Linked DNA regions of Mus musculus: all the other regions are linked to region 3. A link is a contact called in public HiChIP or PLAC-seq and promoter capture Hi-C data. All regions are on one chromosome and are shown on one strand. Each heading gives the region's core, a stretch centred on a gene start, on an enhancer-like site or on the middle of the called end of the contact. The rest is flanking DNA. Distances are from core to core; before and after follow the strand shown. Region 1 holds the start of Zswim6 (zinc finger SWIM-type containing 6). Region 2 holds the start of Il6st (interleukin 6 signal transducer). Region 3 holds the start of Plk2 (polo like kinase 2). Region 4 holds the start of Mtrex (Mtr4 exosome RNA helicase). Region 5 holds the start of Plpp1 (phospholipid phosphatase 1).

Region 1 (3,604 bases), core at 507-3,006, 2.5 Mb after region 3:
AATTTTCCTAACAAGCAGCTATGGAAAGTCTGCCAGCGTCCTGTCTCCAGGGACTTCTAGCCTGGGGCTCCCGATGCCCGACATGGATCACGTCCAATGTCTCGGGCGGCCTTCGCTTTGAGTGGGCAATTTTCTTTACAACGCCGACGCGCGTAGTTGCTTTAAATTCAGACCAGGTAGGCAGTGGGGAGTAGCCAATATGCGAAAGTGTCAGAGGAGCTAGGGCTTATCTCCAACAATAGGACAGTATCTCTAACACTGTTTACAGTAAAAACAGAAGGTGGAGCAAGAAGTCAGAGTGTCTAACGTGGTCATTAAGCCTGCGGCTTGGCTGAGATCTAACCAAGCTCTGCAGAGTGCGAAGAACAATGTCCGCAGGGTTCCCGGTTCAGACGGGGACTCGTTTCTCCGCCTCCGCTGGCGCCCGGGCACCGTCTCCCAGCGCTGCTCGCTCTCCTGCTGCCCTGCAGCGGGGAGGACCCGCCGGTCGGGCGCCGCCAATGCTGCAGGGAGCGCAGCGCGCGTCCGGAGCGCCAAGGACTCCAGGTCTCAGCCCCGCCGCAGATTCCAGAGCGCCCGCGGCTGTTGTCCGCCACCGGGCGGCCGTGAGCGACAACCGTCTCGCGTTGGAGAGTTTGCGCGATCCTCTCTGCCCGTGTGTGCGCTCTAAGTGAGCGGCCCGACCCCCTGGGTCTGCAGCAGGTCGCGGCAGAGGGCGACTGGGGCTCTGGGGTGAAGCCGGGCGGGCCGGCTTCTTGGCCCGAAGGACTGAAAGAGTGCGAGGGCGGGGCGGGGCAGGGCGGCGCGGCCGGCTCGGGACGCGCGTCCAGCGGCTGCGGGGCAGCATCCGAGCGCTGCGCGTGTCCGGGCGCTCGATCGACTCGGCTCCCTGGCGTGTCACCGGGCCGGAGCGAACCCGGGGCTCAGGGCTGGGTGCGCTGCAGTTACGCGGGGCAGCCGCGCCCCTTCCCCACCTGGGTCGGCGAAAAGTGAAGTGGAAAACAGTGGCTGAGCTCAGCCCTCCTCCCTTTCCCCCCTGCGCCGCAGCCACGGCCGAGGGTGGGGGAAGTTCGCTTCGCCGGGTTGGAAGGAAAGCAGGCGGCCTGGGCCGCGCCTCCCCCGCCTTCCTCTCGGCCGCGTCCCCGGGGCTTCACGCAGCATTTCTTTGTTTTGAAAGCGCCTCCTCCGCCCAGAGGCTTTTCCCCGCGGGGCCGGCTGACTGGGGGGTGGGGCATCGAGCAGTCGGCCCGCCCTCCATTTAGTCCGGAACCCTCCCCCCTCCCCGCCCCGCGGCGACCCACGAGGAGCGTCCACGCTCGGCGGACATCAAAAGGAGGCAGGGCGCTGGAGGGCTAAGTTGAGTAGACAGGGGGCGCAGAGACCCACCCACCCTTCCCCTTGGCAGACGGCCCGACCCCTCCCGCGGAAACCCCGCCTGAGCCCCGCCTCCCGCGTCACAGCAGCCTGACATTCTCACAGCCCACCGGGCACCCAACCCGGGTGCCCCCGCCACCCCCGTGTCCACGGAGCGCTCTATTTATGTTTCAGCCCAGTGATTTGCATAGGCCCCGCCCCCTCCCCTAGGTTCTCCCTATCGGCGCTCCTCCTCGGCGATGTCGTCACGGCCTAGGCCACACCTCCCGTGCCCCTACAAGGAGCGGCGGGCCCTAGATGGCAGCGTGGCGTCGCCACGGCGTGTGCGTGTCGCGCTTCCTTGTGCCGTTTATAGGGTCCCGGCACTTCCGCTGTCGGGTTAGAAGCGGCGCGGTCATGGCGGAGCGCGGACAGCAGCCTCCTCCCGCGAAACGGCTCTGCTGCCGGCCGGGCGGCGGCGGCGGCGGCGGCGGCGGTGGTGGGGGCAGCAGCGGCGGCGGCGCGGGTGGCGGCTACAGCTCTGCCTGTCGGCCCGGCCCGCGGGCGGGCGGTGCGGCGGCGGCGGCGGCGTGCGGGGGCGGCGCGGCACTGGGGCTGCTGCCGCCGGGCAAGACCCAAAGCCCCGAGTCTCTGCTGGACATCGCAGCGCGCAGGGTGGCGGAGAAGTGGCCGTTCCAGCGCGTGGAGGAGCGCTTCGAGCGCATCCCGGAGCCGGTGCAGCGCCGCATCGTCTACTGGTCCTTTCCCCGCAGTGAGCGGGAGATCTGCATGTACTCGTCCTTCAACACCGGCGGCGGCTCCGCGGGCGGCCCCGGCGACGACAGCGGCGGCGGCGGCGGGCGGCAGCACGGGCGCGGCGCGGCGGCGCGGCGGCTCCTCATCCTCGCCGGCCGCCACCTCAGCCGCCGCCGCCGCCGTCGCCGCGGGCACCGGGACCCCGTCGGTGGGGGCGGCCAGCGCTGCGGACGGCGGCGACGAGACGCGGCTGCCCTTCCGCCGGGGTATCGCGCTGCTGGAGAGTGGCTGCGTAGACAACGTCCTGCAAGTCGGTGAGTCACGGGGCTGCCGCGGGCCGTCGGTCCTTCGGTCTGTCCTCCTGTCCCTCGGGGGTGGGGGAGGGCAGGGTCTCCCCTCCGATCCCCTGGGCCGCCTCGGGTCGGGCGCGCGCGGTGCAGCAGCGGGCGACTCGGACGGTCCCCGGAGCGGAGCGCCCATTTCCTCCCGCTGGTCCCCGCCCCCGTCTCCCCGGACGGGCTAGCGCGAGTGGGAAATGAATCAGCAAGGACGCGCCCCTCGGTGGCGGGGTGGTGGGTGTCGGCGTCCCGGTCGTCTGTCCGGCAGGCTGAGTGCGGGTGTGCGGGGCGGGCGTGGACAAAGGCGCGGGTGGCCGCGGGGCTCGGGCTGGGGCGTGCGGCGCGGGGGAGGGGGCGCGGGCCGCAGACAATGCCGACCGGGGCGCTCGCTCTGCACTGCCCGGCTCGCGTCCTTTCTTCTGGCGCTGCTCCGCGCCCCGCGGTCCGAGGTGGGGTGGTGGCGATCCCTTCAACCCCGCTCGGCCACCGCTCCGCTCGGGGCTCCGACGGCCGGCCGGCTAGCCGGCCGGCCCCTCGTACTCAGGCTGCTTTAAGGTGTCTGCAACGAGCTCCGCGGCGTCCGCGTCCGGGTCCCCGAGCCACCCCGGCCGGCAGTGACGGCCGGCCGGGCCGCTGAGGGGCGCCGCTCTCGCTTCTCCGTCCCGTGAGGCACCCCGCCGCCCGACTTCTGCCTGAGCCCGGGGTTCGGGCGCGGTGCTGAGGGAGCGGGCAGCACCGCCGACGCTGTGACCCGCGGCCGGCGTCCGCACCGAGGGGCCCCGCGGCCCCTGCGCCCCTGCGCTGCTGCGCGCCCCGCACCTCCCGGCAGTTTGTTCTCCTTTCGGGTTTATTTGTGCCCCTTTCAATTTTCTGTCACCCTCCGAAAAGGGGAAAGCAAACAAAAGAGCCTCTTTATTTCTTTTCAGGGCTTGTAAAGTAGAAGATATTTGACAAAGGCGAGAGAAGGGCTTGTGATTTAAAGCTGCACAGCCCTTCTTTCTCTGACAGACCAGGAGAGTTTTCTCAAATCCCTCTGCCTTCCGCGGGGCTTTTCTTTTTCTTCTGATTAGATATCTTTTCCAGCCATAGTTACGGGAACGTTTGAACTGGATTGAAGTGAACAATGCTGCAGCGCAGCCTCCCTGTCCCCATATTTT
Region 2 (3,885 bases), core at 123-2,622, 2.1 Mb before region 3:
CTAAATCACTAATGCCAACAATACAAATTTCTACTATAAAGTTTATCCTTAGCTGACCTTTCCCCCACTGTAATTTTTTCTCTCTCTTTCTCTTGTGAGTAGAAGCAAATGAACACACACACACCCCACCCCCAGAAACCTGTGGAAAACAGAATTTAACCGACTAGCAGATTAGTCCTACAAATGTAGCATTCCAGATCAGAGCTCAAAAATAATTCCCAATGATAAATATAAACACAAACTTGGAAAATTAAGACGATGACGATCATCCCCTGATAATGTGTCAGTAATTTCAAATTAAGAGTCGTTCCAACTGGAAGCTGGCAGTCAGTCAGTCACACACGGTCTAAAAGAGTTTGTTTACAACACTGACCAGACCAAAGATTTTTCAGAAGATTCGCGCTGACATTCCAGCACTCACTGACTACTTTTAAGCAGTACAGCTGCTGTAATGTCCAATAACTATACAAATTAAGCCAAAACGAGTTTCTTCTTAATGGAAAAATGACAAGAACAGAAGTGGACCAAGCCCTTTATATTATGTTTGCTTTGAGTTTCTGAATTTTGGTTGTTCATCCAAAAGAGAGCCCCCTGCCAGCTGGAGAAGGGGACACGTTTACGCTTAGGGGAGGAGGTGAAAATCTAAAGACCGATGATGGGCTTGCTCTCGGGATGTAAAGGCACGCGGGATTTATTAGGAAGGGTACGGACCGAAGGGAAAGTTAATATTTATAAACACTGGACTTTCATTAACGCCTAAATGTTAAGATGTCTGGGTGAAAAGTTCGCTCTGGATTAAGAAACATCAAGAGCAGGGAACGGTAGCATTTCACGGGACACAGAAGACCACACTTTCTAGGGCCATGTCCAGAGTAGGATCAGGGAGCACGGCACGGGAACTGGAAGAACGCAGGACGCGGTCACCCAGGACGCGCGATCCCGAGAGGACTTTGGGGCGGGGGCTTCGGAACTGTGCGTCAGGAACGCGGCTGGAGAAGGCGGGTGACAACATCAGGGAAGTCGGAGCCCGGAGCGGGGAGGGAAGGAATGCGGGGATTCCCAGGCCAGCCCGACCAGCTCCGGGCGTGCGCTCGGCGCCGGTCCAGCCCGGCCCCGCTGGGCCTCGGGTGCCAGGTGGCGGCCGCTCCAGGCAACCCGCACCCTCCCGCGCCGGGGCCCTGTTCTTCTCACCTTCCGGACGCGAGCCTCGCCGCTCCTGAGCGTCCCTCAGCCCCGCGGATCCCGGCCCACACCACCGGTCCCTCAGCGGAGCCGCAGCCCGGATGGCTCGAAGCTCTGGCCTCCCGACCGCACACGCCACCCTCCGTCCGCCGCTGACCCGGGCTCTCCTAGCTCCGCCCCCCACGGCCCCGCCCCCCGGAGCCAGAGACCGCGAGCTCATTGGCTCTGGTCAGTCTCGGAGCGCGCGGCCATTGGCTCCGGGTCGCCGGAGACGAAGGGGCGGGACTGCAGGCCTCTGCGATTCCCGTAACGCGGCTCCCGGCGTCCGGGATTCCGGAGGCTGAGCCTGGTCGCCTTTCCTAGACTAGATCGAAGGCTTCCCCGCCGCACTTGGGTGGGTGGCCGGAACGGAAAGTTCCATTTTCTCTAGGGTAATGGGTCGCGGACAGCAACCCAGGTGCCTCCCGCGACCCCTCTCCCCGGACCTCGGCTGTCTCCCTGGGCTGTCTTCCCCAGAGGGCCTGCGAGCCTCCGGCGACTGCTAGGAGGCCCTTGGGACTCTGGAGGCAAGGGAACTCCCTGGGGACAGGGCAGGACTTAGTGGCCCTGACTGTACTCGCCCATAGTGACCGCTTCGGACCCAGGCTTAAGTAAACGAACCTTGCTACTGTGCAATTTTTGTTGTTGTTAGTAAATGAGTTTGGGTGTCATTGATTGATCCGTGAACTGGTGACCTGCCAAGAAACTGTTATCTTTTTGCGGTTTGAGTCGCCTGATGTGTGATTAGAAATACCAAGGAAAAACCTATTTCATTGTAATCCACCACCCTTCCCTTGATTGGAAAACGACCTTAAGGCTGCAATGTGCGTGAGTGCACGTGTGTGATGTGTGTATGTGTGTAGTGTGTATACAAGCAAGTTGAGAAACTTAAAAGATAAGGGATGTGTAACTGTAAAGAAACACTCCAATTTGCATTGGTTATCTTTTACTGAGCACGGAGCCCGCCCTTGGAGTGCAATTGATATAATATATAATCAGTGTAACTCCACTGATGGAAATTGATTTTCTCATTCCCAACATCTACCTTTTGTTTTGCTCTAAAGGAGACAAATGACAGGAAGCTGGACGGATGGAGGGGTGTGTGGGAGAAGTTGAGGGAACAGCAAAAAAAAAAAAAAAATCTGGTAAAAATATACTGTATACAATTCCCAATAAAAAACTTTTAAAAGTGAAGAAATGACTCAAAAAAAAAAAAAAAGAGAGAAGGCTAGAGACTTTTGGAAGAAAGGCTAACATAATGATTTGCAGAGCAAACAAATACCCATTAATTAGTCATTGTAAAGTTCTTTGTTATATTGACAATTCAGATGAGATCAAATGGATCAAACTGCAGTCTTGCTCTCTGCCCCTCCCTCCCCCTTTTCTTGCCTCTGTTGCATCTCTATACCCCCAGCTCTGAATTATGACCCCTTAGCTGTTGGTCAGCTAGTTTGAAAAAACACTGCCAAGGGCCTGGCTAAAAGAGTCTCAAACACACTAGTGGTTGATGTGCTGAAGCTAAAGATGTGTTTGTCTCTTGCTCAGGGTGTGACAAGATCGAATGGAGGGAAAAGACTTGTAAGGGCCTTTGTTCAATTGAAGACCTTACAAAGGTGCTTAGTAGGTCTGCTGAACGACTATTTAAATGCAAATCCTACGGTTGTTACTTCCCATTGCTGTGACCTTGGAAAAGTCTTGAGTTTCTTCATCTGCAAAATGAGGAGGACGGTTCTGACCTGCTAAGTTGCAAGAATGAACTTATTTAAAACAGCGAGAGGGTTTGACGCACTGTTCAGTAAATATCAGGTGTCCTCGAATGACTCCTCTGCCATCGCACCTCAGTAGACCTTTCTGCATTACAGCATTTATTTAAAAGTTTGTTTATCTGAGGTGGTTGTGGATAGAAGGAGGTGAATGTTTTATAATGGATTCACCTGCCTTGGACCATGGGTGGGGAATCCGAAGGCCTATACTGCCTCTCTCGCATACATGACTTATCACTTTGTCTGTATTGGCTCAGCTCAAGCCTTGCCACACAGCAACTCACACTTTGTGAGAGTGATTAAAATCCTGAGCAAAGGGACTGGAGAGATGGCTCAGCAGTTAAAACGCCTGATGCTCTTGCGGAGGACCCAGGTTCAATTCCCACCACCCATCTCAGGTGGCTCACAGCCAATGTAAGTTCAGTTCCAGGGAATCCAACAATCCTCTTCTGATCTCCAGGGACCCCTGCACATACATGGTGCACATAAACTCACAAAGGCACACACAAACATGAAAAGAAAAAGAAAACCAACAACTTTGACAAACAATCCTAAACAGAAAAGATAAATCAATGCTTGATGAAGAATTTTCAGAACTGCAAGACACTAAGAAGGACGCACCCACTCTGTGGAAGTTGCTTGATTTTCCAGACCCCTCTATAGAATATTGGTCCGGAAATAACCCCTTTCTAGTTAAGAGTTAATCACTAGAAATCCCCATTGAACATTGCAATGTATGGGTTTTTGTTTTGTTTTGTTTTGTTTCCCGTTGTAACATCTTGTTGGTTCTAAATATGGTTGATAATAAGTACCAGTTGGTGGAAGAGCGTATAGGGAGAAGACTGGGTAGAGGAGTGTCATATGCCCCACCTTCCTTCTGTGAGTAGGACAGGTGAGCAAA
Region 3 (4,015 bases), core at 16-2,515:
CAGTAGTCTGTGAAGCTCGATTTCTTTGTCGATCTAAGGAAAAATAAAAAAAGCAAGAGAAGGCTTATTAGTCTCTCGTCGTGTCTGGAAAGGCAGTGCTTACACATGCAGAAGACATTTTTTTTCTAACAGGGTAGGGCCATCCCTGCACACAAAGAAAATACTTTAGTCGACAGTCATACCCACCTTTTCCCTCTGATGAGGTTTAGCTACTCTGCTGTGAGGAATAATTTTTGCAGCGTAGACTTTGTTGTTTGTCAGATCTGTCATTTCGTAACACTTTGCAAATCCACCCTGCGAGGAAACAAAGCCGAGATGGAATTGAGCAGGACAGAAAAAAGGAAAAAAAAAAAAAATGAAGGGCCAACGTTTAAAATAAATGAATACGTAAATGGGAACGGGAAGCAAAATTTGAGGAACAGAGGGTGGGCAGAGCAGTACAATCTGCTTTGTATAATGGTTTTTCAGGAAGGGCAGCACATTCCTAGAAACCAGTCCAGTTTTCTCGTTTCCCCTTTACAAAGAACTCTATGGAGAAGGGAGTGGAAGGGGGAAAGGGAGGAAAATGCCCTCTGAAGAAATTTGACAGGCTAGCTCCCTGGGGATCAGATAGTGAGAGCCCAAGGCCAAGGTAGAATGCCTTCAGTCCTCCTTCTTAGACTCGGGAGAAAAACAGGCTAAGGATGCAAATCCGAACCCCAGCGCTGTCGGCGCACAGAAGCCCAGGAGGGCAGGAGAGGAACCCACGTCGATCGTTCGGGGAACCAGACAGCTGAAGGAGCGAGAAGTGCGGGCGCTGGGTCCCTGCTCGCTCAGCTTGCCCGGGCAGCCCGCCCTCCCGCCCGGCAGCCTGACGTCCGCCGCTCCTCACCTTGCCCAGCACTTTGCCCCGGCAGTAGCGCTTCCCCGTCGTGGGGTCGACTATAATCCGCGAGATCTCGGGTCCCGAGTGGGAATGGTGGTGATGGTGGTGCGGGGCCGCCGGGGTCACCTGGGCTTGGGGCTGCCCATCTTCAGAAGGCTGCTGCGGTCGCTTCTTCTTTGAGTCCCCGCCGCAAGCTTTGCCCAGAGCCTGCTCGCACATCTTGGTGCCGGCGGCCGGCTGGTAGGTGATAGTCCGCAGGAGCTCCATCGTTGCCTCGCCACCCGACACTGCCTACTTGCCACCTCCGAGGCGCGGACAAGCGTCCGGGCTAGCCCTGTCCCTCGAGCACCAGTCTCTCTCCCTACTCTCTAGTCTGACGTCCTGCTTCGCTTGTGCGAGCAAGAGCGAGCAGCGAAGCTTTAAATACGCGCCGGCTGGCTGGGGCGGGGCCTCGTGACGTCACGGCGAGCGCTCCACCCACCGGCCCCGGAGTCCGCGCTGTGGATAGGTGCGGGGTGGCCGCCTGGATGTCGTGGGCTTCGACCTGGCCTGAAGGCGGCGGTACGCCAAGTGCCCCCAGTTCGTCGCGTGCCCTGACTTTGGACGTGGGAAACAGAAACCCAAGGGCGGACGCCCTGTCTGGGTCCTGGAGGAGCGGGGATGCGGGGTAGCAGCCCGGGGGAGCCGCAGGGTTGGCACCGCCCTCCTGACTGTGTGCAGCCCCACACCCTGTCATCCAGCGAGCCCCGCGGGGTGGCACCCGGAGACCCGGAGCGCTTGGGGACCTCCGCCGCCACCGCAGGCGGGAGGCTCAGTGGCCGGCCTTGCGGAACCGGGCACCAGGCAGAGCCAGAGCAGCTAGGGAACCAGGCACAATCCGGGTCGCAGATCCGGGTGACCTGCTGTGGCGTGGGAGTATCTGAGCTCCCTGCAGCCTCTTCCCATCGCCTGATAAGTGACCCCTGTCAGAGGCCAGGCTCTTAACCTTGGAGTGGAGCGAGGGCTTGACGACTGGAGAAGGTTTGGTACGCAACAAGTCTAAGCAAGATCGCCATCCTGTGGATTTTTTCAGAAAAACGATTAACGGTCTAAGTGGGCCGAGGTTCCTTAGCAACAATATGGGCTGGCTTCCACAGTAACGCTAAAAGTGTTCTGTTGCCAATTATAATTCTACAATTGAAGTCATCTATAACTTTTTGTTCCAACTAGGTGATTCAGATTGCGTGGATCTAATGTCACTAAGCAATGTCACCGCCCTGGTACACAGAGTCAATCTAAGGTCCCACAGTGGGGTATAGTGGAGAATAAAGGCGGCTGTTCAGTTTTTACAGATTTTACTGTTCAGTTGTACCATCTCAGAGACTTTCCTTCTTCCTTGTTCCAGCGCGTATGGTTCCGTATTAACCGCTGGTAGCTATTTTGAAATGCTGTATACATTTTTTTTGGGGGGGGGGGCAGGGTTTCTCTTTTCTCTGTGTAGCCCTGGCTGTCCTGGAATTCACTCTGTAGACCAGGTTGGCCTTGAACTCAGAAATCCGCCTGCCTCTGCCTCCCAAGTGCTGGGACTAAAGGTGTGCGCCACTACTGCCCGGCCCTGTCTATATCATCTTAATACAATCCTGAATGAAAAAGTCTGCCATATTAGGGGAGGGAAAATCATTTTCCTTCTACCCTTTCAAATTATCACTGTGGTTCCTCGGGCTGGGCAGATAAACTGCAGAACCACAAGTTTCTCCATTCACAACAAAAAGAGTACCCTCCAAAGTGGCTTAGAATTGAGGTTTGAATGCTATCAGAAGCCAAAACAAGAGTGTGGGAAAAGACAGGAAACAAAAGGCAGTCGGGAACAAGGGAGTAAATAGGGAAGAGTTTATGTTTTTCACTGATAAGTTTGTTACTTAGAATCGTTCTTTTTGTCTGGTTCTGGAGACTTAGAACTTGAGACTTCTTTTAATAAATGTGATTTTTTTTCTTTTTCCTTACAAAAAAGTGGTGTGCCACTTTCAGGCTTTCTGTGTCTACCTATCTTTTAATTCAATTCAAACTTATCCCGACTCAGCGGTTACATTGAGGGTGACATAGTCTAGCTACCTGTGGACCTGTTTTGAAGGGACATAGCCTAGTCTACATCTTTCCCATCTTACAGGTGAAGAAACGGGGTCCTAGACGATTTAAATAGCTATTATCAATACATTTTTCATAGAACCACGAAGTTTTGCGAACTCCATGCCCGTCCTATTGTCTCGGTTAACACAGTACGTAAGCGGTCACTTCACATTGGAGTTCTGTGTTCCAAAGATTATACAGGCCTTTAATAAAATATCAGTGCTCAGTCCTTGCCAACAGGGAAAGAGTGACATGCAGAATTCCAAATTAATAAGGGCAAATGGTTTTTCCTCCAGGCCACTATCAAGCATAGGTAAGTCCAGTCTTAGTAGTTAAGAAGACATTCAGCTCAGCTACTTCCAACACTGGGCAAAGGTGCTTCCTTAGCACTGCAGGGTAGACAGCAAGACACTCTCCCTTTCCCTGCTTTATCTCAATGCAAGCCCGGGCATGTTGTTCACAAAGGACAGGAGACTTTAACCCAAGAGTATCCCAGGTTTGAATAAGAGGGAGGCGGGGCTGGATGTGGAGAAGCAGAATTACACACACACACACACACACACACACACACACACACCCTGCTTTATTCATAAACTTGGCCATGACCTTTGCTCCCTGACCAGTGTGAGGCCATTGGACGGACCAGCTGGTTGGAGAACACCACCTTACTTTCCCAGAGAGAGTTCTGCTCTAATTAATTGTGTATGTTACAGTTAAAAGACTGAAAGAACAGTTAAGAGATTTTTTTTTTAATTTCAATTTCATATCGTACACCATTACATATTTTTCTGGGGATACGATTGTATTTTCTAGACTGTTGAACATCCCGTGTGAAATTCAGTTCTACCAAAAAGATACAGGCATTTAATAAAATACCATTGCTGAGTCCCGGCCAACTGGGAAAGAATGGTTTTCTTTATGGTAGTGCCATCACGTGGACAGAATCAAAACTGCAGTCCACATAACAACAAAGCTACTTTGCAATGGTAAGAAATCTCAAAGTAGTTCTCTGTAGATCTACGCTCTGGATGGAGACTTTAGTGC
Region 4 (3,737 bases), core at 1,008-3,507, 2.5 Mb before region 3:
ATTTTTGGACCTGTATATAATAGACAACAAATGGGAAATTTAATGATTAGTATTCATTGTACCATCTTAATTTTTCTTAAAAGGTTGCTAAATAGTAAATCTCTGACTTTAATTTAATTCTTTCCCCTTAACTTTACCAAAGAATTTAAGATCTCAAAGTTAACATCTTAGGAAAGGGAAAGGAAAGGGAAAGTGAAGACAAACACTACAACAAATGACTGTCAGGAACTTGAAAGACTTCAGTGAGAAGTCAGTAGTAAAAGAAAAAGATCTTAGTCTGCAGCGAGACAGCTGTAGAATTCTCAGGGAGAAATGTGTCATATCTGAAACTACAAGTCTAATAATTTGCATTTATAGAGGATTACTTTCTAGGAGTAAGTGCGCCATGCCACTAGCTTATTTTCTCATAAATCCCCCACCACACATACACACACACACACACACACACACACACACACACAATGCTCCAAGCTTTTTTTTTTTTTTTTTTTTAATATGAGTACGCTGTAGCTGTCACTGTAGCTGTCTTCAGATACACCACAGAAGATGGCATCAGGTCTCATTACAGATGGTTGTGAGCCACCATGTGGTTGCTGGGAATTGAACTCAGGACCTCTGGAAGAGCAGTCAGCGCTCTTAACCACTGAGCCATCTCTCCAGCCCCCTCCAAGCTCTTTCTTAACTCAAGATCTTGGGAATGTTATTCCTACCATGCTTTACAGGATTAACTTCTAGACAGCTTCTAATTTCAGCTCAACTATCACTTTTCATGACTCCTCACCATTGGGGGGAAAAAAACCGAAACAAAACACCCTGCTAAACACTCATGGGCATGCTCTCTCTCTCTCTGAAGCTTAACAACTATAAAGCACGACTGTCTGTGTGATTAGTAAATTAGATTCCTAAGCTGCTCTGGAGCGAAGGTTTCCATTTTTTTCGGTCTTATTATCACCAGTCAGATGCTTGGTATTTATGTATCAATAAGCACATATGCTTGCAAGTTTTTTGTTATAGAAAAAAATTACTGCAAGCAAACAGATCAAACAGAACAAAACAACATATAATTTTGATGTTTTTGAAACTAGCTGAAAGAGTGGCCGTAACTAATCACCTTCAAGTTATCAAATCAATCTGCAGGGTAAGCAAAAAAATGCAAGGATTTGACAAGCATAGAATTTTACTGTAAGTCAATCCAGTGTCCAATGTGTAAAGTGTGGTTATTCTTAGGAAACACTGACTTTTCTGGAACATACAAGGATATTTATGTAGATAGATGCTGAAGAAGACATTAAGATCTGACAGAACATGGAGCTGCATCAAGCCAGAAGCACTTCCCTTAACAACTCTCTTAACTAGCGGAGCGGCTGTTCTGACAGCTCAGAGTGGATTCCTGCTGAACAACAGCAGATGCCATGACTCCGTTCTTAGAAGGAGAAAGAAAAAAAAAAAAGAGTGAGTTAGAAAGGCGAAGCCACGCTGTAACAGAGTTACTTTTGTAACTTTAATGGCCAAAGGCCCTTAGACCGATCTACAAGGCCACCCCACCCACTGCTCAGGTGTGGAAGATGTCTAAGTTTGGATCTCATCAGCTCACGTTGTGAGTCTTTGCTGGACAAGAAGCAGGGTCTGAGGGCAGAAGGCTGGGCACTGGGTCAGGGCTTACCTTGCTTCACTCGGGGCTCCCGGGCGCCGGTGGGGACGGCGGGCGCCGGCCTGGCCACCGGCTTCTTGCTCTGGGCTTCCCCAACAGCTCCGGCCTCTGCACTTCTGGCTCTGGAAGCAGACACGGCGGCCCGCATCGCCGCAGCTCCCGGCGCCTTGTGTTTCTTATTTTTGCCGCCCATGTTTCAGCTGCAGGAGAGTAGTCTTCCAGATCCAGATCCCCGCTGCGGCACAGCAGAAGCCCGAGAGCTCTTCACGTTTGCCGGCTCCCACGCCTCCACCCAGCCTCCTCCATCCGGGCTCCGCGGCTGGGGCTCCGGCTCAATTGGCCCGTGTCCTCAGACTCCGCCTCTCGGCTCCCGGGAGCGAGCGGCATGGCTGCTGTCGTGCGCCACTGGTCGCTAAGTTTTTAGTCATTGAACTGCCGGACTCGCAGTGGTTGGAAGAGAAAAGGGGCAGGACCCAGACTAGAAAGGAGAAAAGTCACGCGGGGCTCAAGGCTCGCTCACTTTTGACTCCTCCGGGCCACCGTCGAGTCCCCCCATTCGGCGTCACTGTAGGGTACGGTCGCGGGGCCTCTTGGGTAGGAGGGAGATTCGGTCTCAGAGTTCCGAAAGATGGCGGATGCTTTCGGGGATGAGCTTTTCAGCGTTTTCGAGGATGATTCGACCTCTGCAGCAGGAGCCAAGAAAGACAAAGAGAAAGAGAAATGGAAGGGGCCACCAGGGTCTGCAGACAAGGCCGGGTAAGGAAAACCTCTGAGCTCTTTTTCTTCTCGTTCTTCTTGTTTTTGATGCCGGTAAAGGAAACACGACTCAGACGAGGAGCACAGAAAGTGTTTGAATGGAGTCAAGAGGCTAAGGAGATTGAGGGGAAAAAAAAAAAAAACCGTTGGGGAGAGAGGAAAGGTTGATTTTGCGGGAGGGAGGGCGGTCTCGGTGTTCGTGCCTGTCCGGCCGCAGCGTGGCTTCCTTAGGCCATGCTTTGGCTGTAACCCCAGCTTAGCAGGCCAGGTACGGCTTTGCTTGCGAGGCGGGGCTTGTCACCCACAAAACCTCTCACATAGTCTTTAAGCAGCGAGGCACTAGATGAGCCAAGGGGGAAGACATGTAGGGGGTTCTTAAACCGCGAAGGCAAATCGCTACCGAAGGAAGAGATTTAATCTCCAAGTTGTAGTTTTCCCAAAATAAATTAATAATAATAATAATAATAATAATAATAATAATAATAATAATAAAGTCAGATTCAGGATATCGCTATGTAAGTTGGGCAGCCCTCGAACTCGAGATCCTCTTATTTCAGGTCCTTAGGGTTGGAATTCCCAGAGTGCCCCTATGACACTCGGTCAAACTAGTTTTCTCTTCCGTTAGCGTTTTACACTTGATGATTGATTCGGTCCGTTATTACATGAGTAGTTGCAAAGTACTGGTTTAAAAAAAAAAAAAAGCTATGTCTTTCTGCTTCTTACCTGGAATCCAGTCATAAATTAATTAATTTAAAAAATCATTGCTCTAGGGCTGAGGACATGGCCAGTGTAAAAGACAGCTTTCTGTTTGAGAATGAGGACCTAGTTTCAAATCTCTAGTACCCACATAAAAAGTGTGAGCACTGTAACCCCAGCACAGTGGGGCACAGAGACAAAAATTGTTGGGCCTGGCTGGTTGCTAACTTAGCCTCTTGGTTGTATAAGTGAGAAACGCTGTCTCAAGGGAGTAATGTAGGATGCTGGAAGTCCTCTGGCCTCCACTGTATGCTCAAGTGTAGGCGCCACACAAAGAAGACACAGAATTTCCCTTATTGTCAGTTACCTTCAGTTCTCAAGTTGAGGAATTTCCTTCACCACACTGACCCTTGGACAAGTCTTTGGAGCATTTTCTTAATTGCTGATTTATGTGGGAGGGCAGCCCAGTGCGCTATGGTGTGTACCTTCCTGGGCAGGTGAGCCTGCACTGGGTGATGGAGCTATAGAAACCCGTGAGCAGCATTTCTGTGGTCTCTGCCTCCGAGTTCCCATTTTCGCTTTTCTGAGTGATGGATTGTAAACACATCAGCTGAATTAAGTCCTTTCCTGTCTA
Region 5 (3,555 bases), core at 833-3,332, 2.4 Mb before region 3:
AAGTTTCTTTAAAAAAAAAAAAAAAGGAACTCTTTAAGAAAATGCATTTAAACCGGGCGTGGTGGCACACGCCTTTAATCCCAGCCCTCGGGAGGCAGAGGCAGGCGGATTTCTGAGTTTGAGGCCAGCCTGGTCTACAAAGTGAGTTCCAGGACAGCCAGGGCTATACAGAGTAACCCTGTCTCAAAAAAGAAAGAAAGAAAGAAAGAAAGAAAGAAAGAAAGAAAGAAAGAAAGAAAGAAAGAAAGAAAGAAAGGAAGGAAGGAAGGAAGGAAGGAAGGAGAGAGAGAGAGAGAGAGAGAGAGAGAGAGAGAGAGAGAGAGAGAGAAAATGCATTTAAAAAAAACAGGTACTAAAATTTTAACAATTTTATAAGATTATAGGCACCTAAATGGTCAGGCTGGAAGCAAGAGAGAGGAATAGTCTAGAACAGCGAGATTAAGTTAAAGCCTGGGGAAATTTCCTATCTCTGAGGAACCATTATGCTGATTTGTATCTAGGATGCAAAAGCCACTAGTTCAGTCGCCTTGAAAACTCGCCAGGACTATGTCAGTTACTTAAACCAGAGTCCCACCACCCAAACTTCCAACAGCTTACAACTAGGTAAATTGCCTGACCCAATGGTCTACAAGTGACAGACACGATACAGGAAAAAAAAGAAGAAAAAAGAAAAAGAAAAAAAGTGAAAGCTACCCCTTCCATGCCTATCCCTTGACAAGATGACTCTAGTTTTGGAGGTTTGGGAAGTTTTGTTTTTGTTTCTCCTGAAGGAGAAACAAAACAAAACAAAAAAAAACATCTGGAGACGAAAGACCCCAGAATTGAAGTCTTCCACCAGGGAAATAACCTTAACTTTGCTGTAGCTAAAGAAATTAAAGAAGCTAAAGGCGCTCCGTGCCAGGCTGTCACAGGAGACAGGCACACCAAGGCAAGGGCTGCGCTATAAGCCAATAGCAGGACTTCTACGGGATGGGATGGGGAAAAGCAAGCTTCTTCAGACCTCATCAGGCAGAAACCTGGCCATCTCCATCGCTCCTGCAACCTGACAATTTACAACCTGACGACGCCTTCTAATTAGGAACGTTCTAAACCTTTTATAGACGAAGAAAACTTTCAAGTGCTTCTCACCAAGTTATGATAAGCTGGGCACTGAAGCCTGCCTGCCTGCCTGCCTGCCTGTTCCCAGGGAGGGAAAAGTCCGAGTGTACCGAACCTCCAGCTTCGCTGCAGAACCTGATGAGCCAGAGACCAGGATTCTCTGCACGGTGCAGAGGGAGGAGCCCACCCTGCCTGTTAGAGTGGGCCGGGAAACAGAGGGTAACAGCACAGGCGAGAACAGAGGCCAAGCAGGGCTAGACTCAGCGCACCGGCAGACAGGCAGGGAGAGCCCACGCTGGAGCCAGAGTGTTGGATGCAGAAGCGGGGATCACCCCCACCCCCACCCAGCCCCGGCCCCCCGAGCTGCGCAAACGGCTCCCCACAACTCTCTCCGCAGCCACCGGCGCACGCGCGCGCGCGCACGCCGGGCACACCCACCCCACACCGGTGCGCGGCTCCGCCTGGAAGACCCCCGGGCCGCGGCGCCTACGTACCCAGCAACACGCAAATCACATCGAGGGCCACGTACGGCAGCCGCGTCTTGTCGAACATGGTCACCGGCTGGATGGTGTCACCACCTGGTGCGAGTGGCGGGAGGAACAGACCGCGGCGGTCCAGATACCCAATTCCCAGAGCCCCGCCCTCGGGATGGCGGCCGCCCCAAGCGACTGCGAGCCTCTTAGACTGACGGGAGCAGGGACCAGGGCAGTTTGGATTGGGCCGCCCTGCCACCGAGGGCAATCGTGTCCCGGACTTTTCCCTTCACGGACCCGGTACTGGGCCAGTGGCCGCCGATCTGTCGCCTCAGGCGCCTGCTCTCTCAGTGCTGGCTCGTCGCGGCCAATCGCCCTCCGCTGCCCTGTGCCCTCTCCAACAGGCCGGGCGAGCTCTAAGGATGAGGACTGGAGGAACACCGCTCCTCCCGCCCCAGGCGCGCCGCTCCGGCCAGTGCGCGGTCTCGCCGGCTGCAGCGCGCGGGGACGAAACCCAGGCCAGCGCAGACAGCCAATCAGCGCCATCGGCCCCGCCCCGCCGACTTGCGGAGCCCGCCCCGAATCTGGAAGCTGGTTAACGGGGCGGGGCCAATTGCAGGGATTGGGAGTCCTCTCTTTAGTCCATTCAGCCCTTTAGTGCTAGGCGATGCTTCCTTTAAAGGAGAGCCAGACCCCGATACACCATTCCATAGCTCCTGCTGCCCGCCATCCTTCTCCTCCCATGGGCTCTCCCTCCAAACTGTTTAAATGAGTTACCTCTAAGCCCCTTTCTGTGAGGGGCCTGCACCTTGGCCTTCCTGTTGGTCGTAGCTGAGCTTCATTCTAGCAAGAATCCTTCTTGCCCTCTGGTCATTCTTGATATTCTAATACTTAATATCTGAACCCTCCCGCCTTTGGTGTACGTAAATCCGCAGTCTACCCTTAGCAAGAATACCCCTGCCATTAATGTCTTCTTAGTCATGTTCTGTTCACTGACTTCGAATCTCCAGCTCAGTTTCCGCTAACTGCAAGTCATGTCTCCTACTGCAATAGACTTCGTTGGGACTTCACTTGGGAGGAGTTTGGAGACTTGTTCAATGGTAGAGCTCTGGCTTTAGCACGGAGGGGCCTTATTTTTGATCAGTAGCGCAGCTTCAGCCATGCTCACACAAACAATAGAGTTAACTATGTCTTAAGAAATATCAATGATTCAATAGTGGCAGTCCCCGTACCCATTCCCAGGAGGCCTCCAGAACACATTTAGTAATCTCAGTTTCCAAATGTGTAAAAAGAGGATCTCAATGATCCCCGCTGTCTATTCTAATTAAGAGGAAGTGGTGAGACTCAGAGAAGATAATGTGACAATTGCTTTATAAAGAGTTAAACCACCACTACCAATCTTAACAATACATGGTTTCCTCCTTGCTCAAGACTTTTTTTTTTTTTTTTTTTTTGACAGAGACTCCTTTAGCCCAGGCAGGCCTCACATTCGGCTGTGTAGCCGAAAATGGTCTTAACTCCTGCATCTACCTCCCAAGGCGTTACAGGCATGAGCCAGCACCCCTGGGGTTTTTCTTCTTATAGGAAGATGTAAAATACAAATCACAGAATGTGCCTTCTGTTTTCTCAGGTATTTCCTGCCAAGCATCCCAAAAGACCAGTGAGTGGAAAGATGCTACTTCCCAAGGGGAGTCAGATGTGTTTCCAAGTGCAACTATAAGCCATAAAAATGTGTATTTGTAAAAGTATATTCTTATTTTAAAGATATATGGATTTTTAAATTTCAACTTATTTTAATTGTTTCTAAAAGCTCTCAACAATTTACACGCAAAAAGATGTGGCATTATTATTTATTATTATTATTATTATTATTATTATTATTATTATTATTATTTCGTTGTTTTCCTTACCTCCAGAGTTACAAGAGTCCTAGGTAGCATGGTCATTGTTGTATGCCAGCCCCGCGGCCTACTTGAACCGGGTA

The links. Promoter capture Hi-C pulls out the DNA fragments that hold promoters and counts their contacts. HiChIP or PLAC-seq counts read pairs in DNA pulled down with a chosen protein or histone mark.
Region 1: a contact with region 3 is called in a promoter capture Hi-C map of pre-B cells, with 3 times the contacts expected there. The contact joins the promoter of Zswim6 here to the promoter of Plk2 in region 3.
Region 2: an H3K27ac HiChIP or PLAC-seq map of regulatory T cell precursor shows a contact between it and region 3, with 10 times the contacts expected there. The contact joins the promoter of Il6st here to the promoter of Plk2 in region 3. A contact is called at or near these places in 2 of 115 datasets of contacts at active chromatin or transcription factors (astrocytes and regulatory T cell precursor).
Region 4: a contact with region 3 is called in a promoter capture Hi-C map of pre-B cells, with 5 times the contacts expected there. The contact joins the promoter of Mtrex here to the promoter of Plk2 in region 3. A contact is called at or near these places in 1 of 39 promoter capture datasets (pre-B cells) and 1 of 484 Hi-C or Micro-C datasets (CD4 T cells).
Region 5: a contact with region 3 is called in a promoter capture Hi-C map of pre-B cells, with 4 times the contacts expected there. The contact joins the promoter of Plpp1 here to the promoter of Plk2 in region 3. A contact is called at or near these places in 1 of 39 promoter capture datasets (pre-B cells) and 1 of 115 datasets of contacts at active chromatin or transcription factors (astrocytes).

Annotation. Positions count from the first base shown.
Region 1 is chr13:107,888,216-107,891,819 of GRCm38.p6, reverse strand. It overlaps Zswim6 (zinc finger SWIM-type containing 6), which reads left to right and starts at 1,756. Exons shown (of 18, transcript NM_145456.3): 1 at 1,756-2,216; 2 at 2,218-2,226; 3 at 2,229-2,234; 4 at 2,237-2,239; 5 at 2,242-2,423. The coding sequence starts at 1,771.
Region 2 is chr13:112,461,557-112,465,441 of GRCm38.p6, reverse strand. It overlaps Il6st (interleukin 6 signal transducer), which reads right to left and starts at 1,372. Exons shown (of 17, transcript NM_010560.3): 1 at 1,192-1,372.
Region 3 is chr13:110,392,294-110,396,308 of GRCm38.p6, reverse strand. It overlaps Plk2 (polo like kinase 2), which reads right to left and starts at 1,265. Exons shown (of 14, transcript NM_152804.2): 1 at 872-1,265; 2 at 187-294; 3 at 1-33. The coding sequence starts at 1,132.
Region 4 is chr13:112,925,900-112,929,636 of GRCm38.p6, reverse strand. Mtrex (Mtr4 exosome RNA helicase) reads left to right here and starts at 2,257. Exons shown (of 27, transcript NM_028151.2): 1 at 2,257-2,407. The coding sequence starts at 2,280. Dhx29 (DEAH (Asp-Glu-Ala-His) box polypeptide 29) reads right to left here and starts at 1,957. Exons shown (of 27, transcript NM_172594.3): 1 at 1,664-1,957; 2 at 1-10. The coding sequence starts at 1,844.
Region 5 is chr13:112,799,304-112,802,858 of GRCm38.p6, reverse strand. Plpp1 (phospholipid phosphatase 1) reads right to left here and starts at 2,082. Exons shown (of 6, transcript NM_008903.2): 1 at 1,593-2,082. The coding sequence starts at 1,650. Gm41067 (a long non-coding RNA gene) reads right to left here. Exons shown (of 3, transcript XR_873969.2): 3 at 3,488-3,555.